Linked DNA regions of Mus musculus: all the other regions are linked to region 1. Evidence: chromatin contacts called from public Hi-C data. All regions are on one chromosome and are shown on one strand. The core of a region is the stretch at or near the end of the contact, and the rest is flanking DNA. Distances in the headings are between cores, read along the strand shown. Region 1 has its middle 5.7 kb from the start of Gm35039. Region 2 overlaps Kcnab1 (potassium voltage-gated channel, shaker-related subfamily, beta member 1). Region 3 overlaps Kcnab1 (potassium voltage-gated channel, shaker-related subfamily, beta member 1).

What was found. A called contact is a pair of places that touch in the nucleus more often than the background predicts.
Region 2: a Hi-C map of pancreatic cancer cells shows a contact between it and region 1, with 3 times the contacts expected there. The contact joins two enhancer-like sites. A contact is called at or near these places in 1 of 484 Hi-C or Micro-C datasets (pancreatic cancer cells) and 1 of 115 datasets of contacts at active chromatin or transcription factors (stem cell-derived neural progenitor cells).
Region 3: a Hi-C map of the N1E-115 cell line shows a contact between it and region 1, with 5 times the contacts expected there. The contact joins two enhancer-like sites. A contact is called at or near these places in 1 of 15 datasets of contacts at CTCF or cohesin (the NIH/3T3 cell line), 2 of 484 Hi-C or Micro-C datasets (the N1E-115 cell line and nephron progenitors), 1 of 115 datasets of contacts at active chromatin or transcription factors (embryonic stem cells) and 1 of 9 other capture datasets (embryonic stem cells).

The regions. Positions count from the first base shown.
Region 1 is chr3:65,921,064-65,924,130 of GRCm38.p6, forward strand. No RefSeq gene overlaps it. Among named protein-coding and RNA genes, the nearest start is that of Gm35039, 5.7 kb to the right of the region's middle. Within about 2 kb of position 1,593, at least 98 of the 459 cell types and tissues checked have an H3K27ac peak or open chromatin away from gene starts, as enhancers often do. A contact at or near this core is called in the N1E-115 cell line and pancreatic cancer cells, where this site is marked.
Region 2 is chr3:65,242,182-65,244,909 of GRCm38.p6, forward strand. All of the region lies in intron 1 of Kcnab1 (potassium voltage-gated channel, shaker-related subfamily, beta member 1), which reads left to right. The region is part of intron 3 of A330015K06Rik (RIKEN cDNA A330015K06 gene); the gene reads right to left. Among named protein-coding and RNA genes, the nearest start is that of Gm52605, 33 kb to the right of the region's middle. Within about 2 kb of position 1,295, at least 2 of the 459 cell types and tissues checked have an H3K27ac peak or open chromatin away from gene starts, as enhancers often do. A contact at or near this core is called in pancreatic cancer cells, where this site is marked.
Region 3 is chr3:65,204,496-65,207,468 of GRCm38.p6, forward strand. All of the region lies in intron 1 of Kcnab1 (potassium voltage-gated channel, shaker-related subfamily, beta member 1), which reads left to right. All of the region lies in intron 3 of A330015K06Rik (RIKEN cDNA A330015K06 gene), which reads right to left. Among named protein-coding and RNA genes, the nearest start is that of Gm52605, 70 kb to the right of the region's middle. Within about 2 kb of position 1,261, at least 17 of the 459 cell types and tissues checked have an H3K27ac peak or open chromatin away from gene starts, as enhancers often do. A contact at or near this core is called in the N1E-115 cell line, where this site is marked.

The sequences.
Region 1 (3,067 bases), core at 343-2,842:
TTCCCAGTTGATGGGCCGTTTAGAAAGAATCAGGACGAATTCTTGTCGGAGGGAGTATGTGACCAGAGGTGGACTTTGAGGCTTCAAAAACACATCTTGCTCACTCTCTCTGCCTCTGTCTTGTGGGTAAGTTGTGAGCTCTCAGCTATGGCTCTCTACCAAGCCTGTCTACCTGCCTGCAGCCACGCTTCCTGCCATGATGAGCATGGACTCACCCTCTGAAACTGTAAGCCAACCCCAACTAAACGCCTTCCTTTATAAGTTGTCTTGGTCATGTGTCTCTTCACAGCAATAGAACAGTAACAAGGTGTTATCAAAGCGTCCTTTCAAATCTGTCTTTGTTTTTTTTTGTTTGTTTGTTTGTTTGTTTTGTGGGGTTTTTTTGTTTTTGTTTTTGTTTTTTGGGGTTTTTTTCAAGACAGGGTTTCTCTGTGTAGCCCTGGCTGTCCTGGAACTCACTTCATAGACGAGGCTTGTCTCGAACTCAGAAATCCGCCTGCCTCTGCCTCCTGAGTGCTGGGATTAAAGGCGTGCGCCACCACTGCCCGGCTGTCTTTGCTTCTTAAAGGTGGTTACATCTTACCATCCAAGGTTAGATAACCCTGGTGCTGGACAGAGGCTCTGCTGGGATTTACTAGGCTCTGCACCCCTAAATTGTGAGTCCAGGTTACTATGTTTCTTTCTTGTCTCTGTGAGAACAGCTAAGAAAAGCACCTTAACAAAGGAAGGGCTTATTTTGGGCCACTGTTTGAAGTGAAACCATTCTGGTGAGGAAATCATGGTAGCTGTAGCAGAAGACAGGTGTGTCTACAGTCAGGGGAGAGATGAACGCTGTCACTAAGCCTGCTGTCTCCATTTTTCCTTTTTAATCAGTCCAGGGGATCATGCTTCCTGAATCTAGGCTGTGTCTTCCCTCCTCAGGAAATCTGTCTGGAAATAAACCCACAGACACACCCAAATGTGTCTCCCAGGTGATTTCAAATCTAGGAAGGGTTAACTCAGCAGCTTAACCCGCAGTTACTTTAAGAAATGATTAAGTGAAGAACCACTTTAAATTCTCTGTGAAACTCTCATAGATGTATGTTTGTTGTACTTCTTAATATAAAAAATTAACATAGAATCTGCCAGGAATCCGGGTTTTTTTGGTCCAATTTCAAGAATCGCCTCCAGCACAGCTTTCTGGCATGGTTTCATCGTATAGTCCCTTCTCTCAACCACCACTGGGTTTTCCTTCTCTGTTATTTCTCTCAGCCATTAAGGCACTTGTCTCTTCTCTTATGGTCTTCTGTAAATATATGTCTTCTGTCAAGACACGGGAGGTATAAAAACTAGCTATGCTGAGTGCCTGAAGGTCTCTCCATTCTGCTGCCTCAAAAGCCTGCACAACTGTCTGCCCTTGGCATTTCTTCAAGATGGTATCCACTTAACTACAAAGCACCTTACCCCAGATATCACACAGTCCTGGCAAGAGAACATCTGCCCCGTTTGCACCCCTCTAAAAAGCATATCTTAGTCAAATGTACTACTGCTCTGAGTCACTCACAGCGCCTGCTCTCTTTTATTAGCAGGTGCTGACTCAGTCACAGCACCCCTTCCGGCTCTGAAAGCCCCGGTCCAGCCTAGACCAGTGCAGGGCAGCTGCTGTGGGGCATGCTGGGCACCGTAGCTTGTGAGTCACTCCCTAGCTTCCTTCATGCGGCTCTTTGTTCAGTGATGCCTAACATCTGTGCCTCTTTCCATCCCACAGGAAAACTTCATCCCCTCGGATGCCTGCAGTCATACTGCCTGTCAGTCATGAAGAGAGCTTTATTTCAAAAGATACTCAAAAATCAACAGGGGAAAACTTTTAGATTTTGAAAATTGTATAGGAAAGGAGAAGAAAGAGGCAGTTTTTGAACTTTGGCTTTGTGCTAGGCTGTGTCCAGAATTTGGAGATATATATGTTCCTAGCCTTCCTCTGAGCATGGCATATTTATGCCCAATTTTCAGATGAGAAAATAGGCCCAGAAGAGCTGATGAAGGACTTCCTTAAGTTGTTTGACACTTACGTACTTAGCCATTTCCTGCTGCTATAACGAATACCACAGTCTGGGTAATTTGCAAACAATAAACGTATAATAATACAAGACCAAAATGCGTGCAGGTTTAGCTTCTGGTAAGGGTCAAATATTGACTTCAACATTGGAGCCTGGAATCCGACATCTTCCAGAGGTAGAAAATGCTATTCTTCATGTGGCAATAGAGTGGAAGAGAGAGAGCCCACGCCCATGGACCGGTAGAGCTGCATCAATCAGTGCCCCCTTCTTTGTGACTCAAACACTTCCCATTATACCCGACTTCGCAACTCCACTGCACTGAGGACTTAGTTTCAAAATACATTTTAGAGAGAAACTCAGCCATAGCAACCATTAAGCGAGGAATTCTAGCCTAGTATAATAGATAATTGGACTGTCTCATGTTCATGTTCCCACAGGCCAGGTGTAGTGACTCATGCCTGTAATTCCAAAATTTAGGAGAATAAGGCTGGTCCTTCAAAGGTAGCCAGGGCTACACAGTAAGTACCTGGCCAGCCTGGGCTGTGTAGTGAGATCTTGTCTAGAAGGAAGAAAGGAAGGAAGAAAGGAAGGAAGGAAGGAAGGAAGGAAGGAAGGAAGGAAGGAAGGACCAATAAATAGTCACTTGTGGTGGCACGTGCCTTTAATCCCAACACTTTTGGAGGAAAAAGCAAGAAGATCTCTGAGTTCAAGGCCAGCCTGGTCTACAAAACCAGGATTATATAATATATATATATATATATATATATATATATATATATATAGTATAATATAATTAATATATAATATTATATAACACTATATTTATATTATATAATTTATTATACTATAATGTAATAATTTCTTTATATTTATTATATATTGCCTAGAAACCCTAGGTATACAGGCTCCTATAGTGAAGAAACATAAGGGAACTCTATGGTCAGAGAACCTGGATCCAAACCCCAGTCTTGTTACTTGTAGCTGACCTTGGACCAATTGCATAACTTCATGGGGCACCTGTCTATACTGAT
Region 2 (2,728 bases), core at 45-2,544, 680 kb before region 1:
CAGAATTGTTCCTTTAATTCAGCTAAGTCGGGATTAGCACCGGTACCTCTGCACCTAGAGCCATCCAGAAGAGCCGTTCTTACTAGTCACCACTATTTCCTGCCCCTTGGGTCAGACACCACTCTGCTTCTGGTCATCACAGGATGAACAGTAAGAAGCTGCTTTAATAAACACATCCAAGAAGAATGGAAAGGCCCGAGCAGAGGAGGAAAGATGGGTGTAACCTAAGGCAGGCAGTCCAGCCTGGCCAATCACTAGCCACTGCCAAGGCTCAAAGTGCCATCATGGCCATCTGTACTCAATTCCCACTAGTGGCCAGGTCAGGTTTTCTTATTTTTGCAGAAATGATGATCACCTATCATCCTAAAGTCGGTTCATAGCACAGCTCAGGAGCTAATGTATAAATAGCAGCATGCTGAGTTTGGAAATAAAAATGCTCAAGCCTCATGAGAGTGGTTACAAATGAAACAAAATGGAAAGAAAGGATGTTAGCTTTAAGAGATCCTCAATTTTCTTCTACTTTATTTAGTTTCCCAACCTGGTGTTCAAAGTTTTCTTGGTTACATTTCTTAGTCAACCCTAGTTTCAGAGTTACTAACTTACTGTCCTGTGGGAAAGAAACTTATCCTGTGCAGTGCTTGGGTGTGGTTCTTTTTGTCCTGTTTCCGCTCAGAGTCAGCTCTGTGGGTCCCACCTCGTGCTGTGTACTTTAGTTTTCATCAATAATAAAGTAGGTTAATTTCTAACAGTCTGTATTTCATCGCAAGGACACTTGGGTCCTGAAAGACTTTAAAACTCTTCATAGGATGAGGTTATGGTTTGTGTGGTTTTGATACAATGGTTTTCTTTATTCATTAAGAGTGTATACATGGTTACAATGTATTTCCATCACACTCACCTACACTCCCCTCCAATCTCTCCTTGATTCCTTCATCATCCTCCCCCAACTTTGTGCCTCCTTTCTTTCTTTCTTCCTTCCTTCCTTCCTTCCTTCCTTCCTTCCTCCCTCTCCTTCTCCCTCTCCCTCCCTCTCTCTCTCTCTCTCTCTCTCTCTCTCTCTCTTTCTTTCTTTCTTTCTTTCTTCAAAGCCACCAAGGCTAATTATTACTACACAGACATACATAGATGTGGGCAATCCTCTGGGGCATAGTCACCCTTACAAGTGCCACACCCCTAAATAAAACTGACTCTCCCTCCCCCAAGAGGAGATCAACTATCAGTAGTTCCTCAGTTATGTGTTCTTTGGTCATCCATTACTGAACTATTGACTGGCTTGATCTTGTGCAAGTCTTGTACAGAAAACCACAGCTGTTGTGAATACATGAGTACAAAACCCCATCCTGTCCAGAAGAGACTGCTCAACCCCAGTCTTTCCCCAGCCTCTGGCTCTTACAATCTTACAACATGCGCATGCATGTGTGCACACGCACAAGCGCGCGCGCGCACACACACACACACACACACACACACACACACACACACACACACTTTCTGAGATGATCCCTCAGTCTAGGAGAAAGAGTGTGTTTCATTTAGCTGAGTAGTCCAGGCATTGATTGTGTTTTACAATTGTATAGGTTTTGATCAACCCAAAACCATACAGAATAGTTGCATAAGTACCCTAATTCCTTCTTTATATTCAACCTTTCTTTTCACCTCCAAACATTAACTACTCTCCCCCTAATTTCATCTTTGCTAGAATGATATATAAACAGAATCATACAATGTGTAACCCTTTGAGTCTGGCTTCTATCACTTAGCAAACTGCATTTCAGATACAACCATATTATTCTGTGAATCACTAATCAATTGTTCCTCTCATTTTTCTGCCGAATGGTATTTCATTGTGTGAAAGTCTAGTGTGTTTATCCATTCATTAGTTGATGGACATCTGGGTAGTTTCCAATTTGGGGTGATTATGAGTAAAACTGCTATAAATATTTGAGTACAGTTTTGTGCGTGTGAACAGAAGTATTCAATTTACTCCAGTAAGTACCTAGGAATAGACTTGCTGAATCACTTGGTTGGTATGAGTATGTTTGACTTTCTAAGAAGCCACTAAGCTGCCTTTCAAATGGGCTATTCTATTTTATACTCTTCCTGGCCAGGAATTTGCTCTGCAGCTTTGCCACCTCTTAGTAATAAGTGTGTGTGTTTGCTATTTTAATTTTTATCTTACATATTTTAATAAGTATATTAATGCATCTCATGATGGTTTTAAATGGTTTTTCCTAGTATTTATTTAGTAACACTGAACTGATTTTCTCCCTAAAAGTTTATCTGTCACCAAACATCTTCTCCAGAGCCCATTCAACACCCAAATCATTTTATTTATTACACTTTAGCAGATTATTTTCTTCCAGGATGCAGCTTGTCTTTCCAACCTTTTAATGGTATTTTTTTATATTTTTATTAGGTATTTTCCTCATTTACATTTCCAATGCTATCCCAAAAGTCCCCCATACCCTCCCCCCGACTCCCCTACCCCACCCACTCCCCCTTTTTGGCCCTGCTGTTCCCCTGTACTGGGGCATATAAAGTTTGCAAGTCCAATGGGCCTCTCTTTGCAGTGATGGCCGACTAGGCCATCTTTTGATACATATGCAGCTAGAGTCAAGAACTCCCGGGTACTGGTTAGTTCATAATGTTGTTCCACCTATAGGGTTGCAGATCCCTTTAGCTCCTTGGCTACTTTCTCTAGCTCCTCCATTGGGAGCCCTGTGATCCA
Region 3 (2,973 bases), core at 11-2,510, 720 kb before region 1:
ATAAATACTGATTATAGTCAGTGGGTGTTGAGATGAATTATAGCCACTCTAACCCTGCATTTAATAAAGGCAGAGGCTATTCCAGTTTTCCTCACAAACATTCCCAGAAGGTGATGAAATGGGCATGATGGATCTTTACATCTTAACTTCTTAGGGGACATTAAAGGCAATCTCAAACCAACTTTATTGCATCACAGTGTTTATGAAACTTGGTGTTGATTCTTTTATAACATTTTTATTAAAAAAAATTTCATGAGCATCTGTCCCAAGTCATGTGTGAGGTTGAAAAAAAAATGCCTTGCATTATCTCTGGCCTGGAAGGTCTCACTGTTCCTGGGTCTGTTGGACACTTACATCTCTTCACATACACTATAATGGGAAAAGGGAAATTAGATACAGCGTGCTGGGCAACGCCACAGAGGAATGCAGAGAGCAAAGGAATTACTAAAGAGAGAAAAGATCATTCCAAGCGAGGAATGCATCCAATAGTAAACTGATGTGCTTTGGGTATGTAACTCAGTGTCCCCATGCCTGAATAAGGAACTCAGCTGCAAAACAGAAATATCGAGAATATCATCGACTACCTGACGGGGCAGTTTGCCACCCTCACTTTCAGATGCTGCTTCTCAAATCTGCAAGTGGTACAGACTTGCCTGGAGCATTTGTGGGAAGAAGACACTGCCCCACCCCCTAGATCCTGGTCCAGGGTTGGATCCTGAGAACTGGCCTCACTAAAGAGCTCCCTAACAATGTTGATGCTGGTGGACTGTATGTAAGCGAAGGCTTAAAGTCCCCCTGTGAGAGGCAAACAGCAAGTGTAAGCTGTCATATGCTTTTGAGATGAATTTAAGTAGATAGATAGGAGTGCTCCAAATGGAAGAAGGCACTCCAGGAAAAAAAAAAATTATGTATTCAAAATAAACAACATGACGCTTTGAGATAAATTAAAGTGAGTGTTACTAGATTAGATACTCTTTGATACGAGGAGACAATCTGAGCCTGTGAGAGAGGAGAGCTGGGGAGTCCCTGTGACTGTCACAAAGACTTGAAATAAGGAGCCCCTATATTGCAGTCCTCTCTTGCCACTTTGATTCACCTCTTGCCACTTTGCCTAGTAGCGGGAAGATACGCGCGTCTACACATGGCAGGTATAAAACAGAGTGCAGAAGAAGCTTACTTGGCCAATCACATAGGTGACCAGCTGACCAGTTAACAAACTCTCGACTTGGAAAACACAGGCAGTGCTGAGCTTTTCGAGCCAGACTCGAGAGCCAATCATCTGGGCAGCTGAAACTGTCTCTTTTCATTACTTCATCCCAGCAGAACAGGGCAAATCTACAGAGCAATTTTTATCTGCTGAAAAACAATTACAGCTGGGTGGGGGAGAAAGCCACACAAGCTTCAGAAATGTCCTGAGAGACGGGCCACATGGAATCCAGACAGATTTAATCACCCCTGGTACAGCTGGTTCTTAACTAGGGAGCTTAATCTCATTGTTCCTTTAGAGAAAGAGCAATCTGGGCAGGCTTCTGAACGTGAGGATCAAGGCCTCTTAGTCCCAAAGAGAGTTCAGTATTTCAGAAAAAGACAGTCGGGAAATGCAAAAGGCATATAAAACCTTAAGTTCGTTTAAAATGTTTACAACTTATAAATCTGCCTCCTCCCTTCTTTGTGAATTTTATACATGCATGTACCGAATCTGGAGTCATTTTCACAAATGCACCCACTACACTCTCCCATCCACCTTTCTCCTGCAGAAGCCCTTCTTCTCAAGAAGCCCTCTCCTCCTGTAGGGGTGTCTGGGGTGTGCTTAATTGTTTGTGCTCACTGTTGGCTTACAGATGAGCGTGGGTGGGAGGTTATCTACTAGAACGTGGGCAACTTATCAGGGGTTATACCACTGAGGAAAAATCACCCGCTCTTCTAGGCAACCATTACCTGCCCATAGTCTCTTAGTGAGATACGTGCTTCACGAACTCCCACCCATTGCTTGATAAAAATATGACAGGTTTGATTCTTATGCAGATAAGTAACCAAGCTTGTAAATGTAACATGTTGTAGATGTAATGTCCATGTCATGTCCAGAAAACACTGTTTGACAATACTCGTCCCTAACCTTGGCTCTTAAATTTTTCTACCTACCCCCCCCCTTTTATGGATTAGCCTGATGGTGAGTGCTGTAGATATATTTTTAGTCTTGAACCCTGAGTATGTACGATATAACTGTTTCTTTTATGACCAAGCACAGCATGGATTTTTATTCACCACACTTTGACCAGTTATGAGTCTCTGGCTTAACTGTCACCTACTGCAAAAAAGAAAAAACAAATTATGAAGACATGAGACCTGTATGAATCTATAAGTATAAACATATTTTAGAAGGGAGTTTGAGACCATAGCAAAACAACAGTAATTGGTTTTTATTTAGGGCCTGTAACCTTCCCAGTCACATACATTCCCTTAACCAGGCATGAATTCCCTTCTGCAGAACAGACCTCAAATCTAATCTGAAAGCAGCTGCTTAGTCCCATCTTGCTCATACCACTATTGCACCAATGGACATACCTTGATAAGAAGGTCATCATTGTAGCTCATGGAGTCTACAACTAGGAAGAACTCTAGATGTTCTTCCACAGCAATGTGCATAGTACCTATGAAAGCTATCCAGCACCGCAGATGTTTCATTCCAGTTCCAATCCAGTATGAGGTACACAGAGAGCATAGTGTCTTCAGCAAAAGGATCTTAACATCTGGTTCTGACCAACAAGGTCATTGACAGTGGTCGATAATCTTCAGGGCCTCCCTGACCAACAACTCATAGGAAAATATGCCACATCTAGTACTGGAATTTTTGTTCAATAACCTTTGGCTTATGGAAGGATGCGTCTACTCAAATATTTTAAGGTATGTCCCTTGTATCCCTAATCACTCAAGACTTTTATCATGAAGCAGTGTTGCATTTTGTCAAAGGCT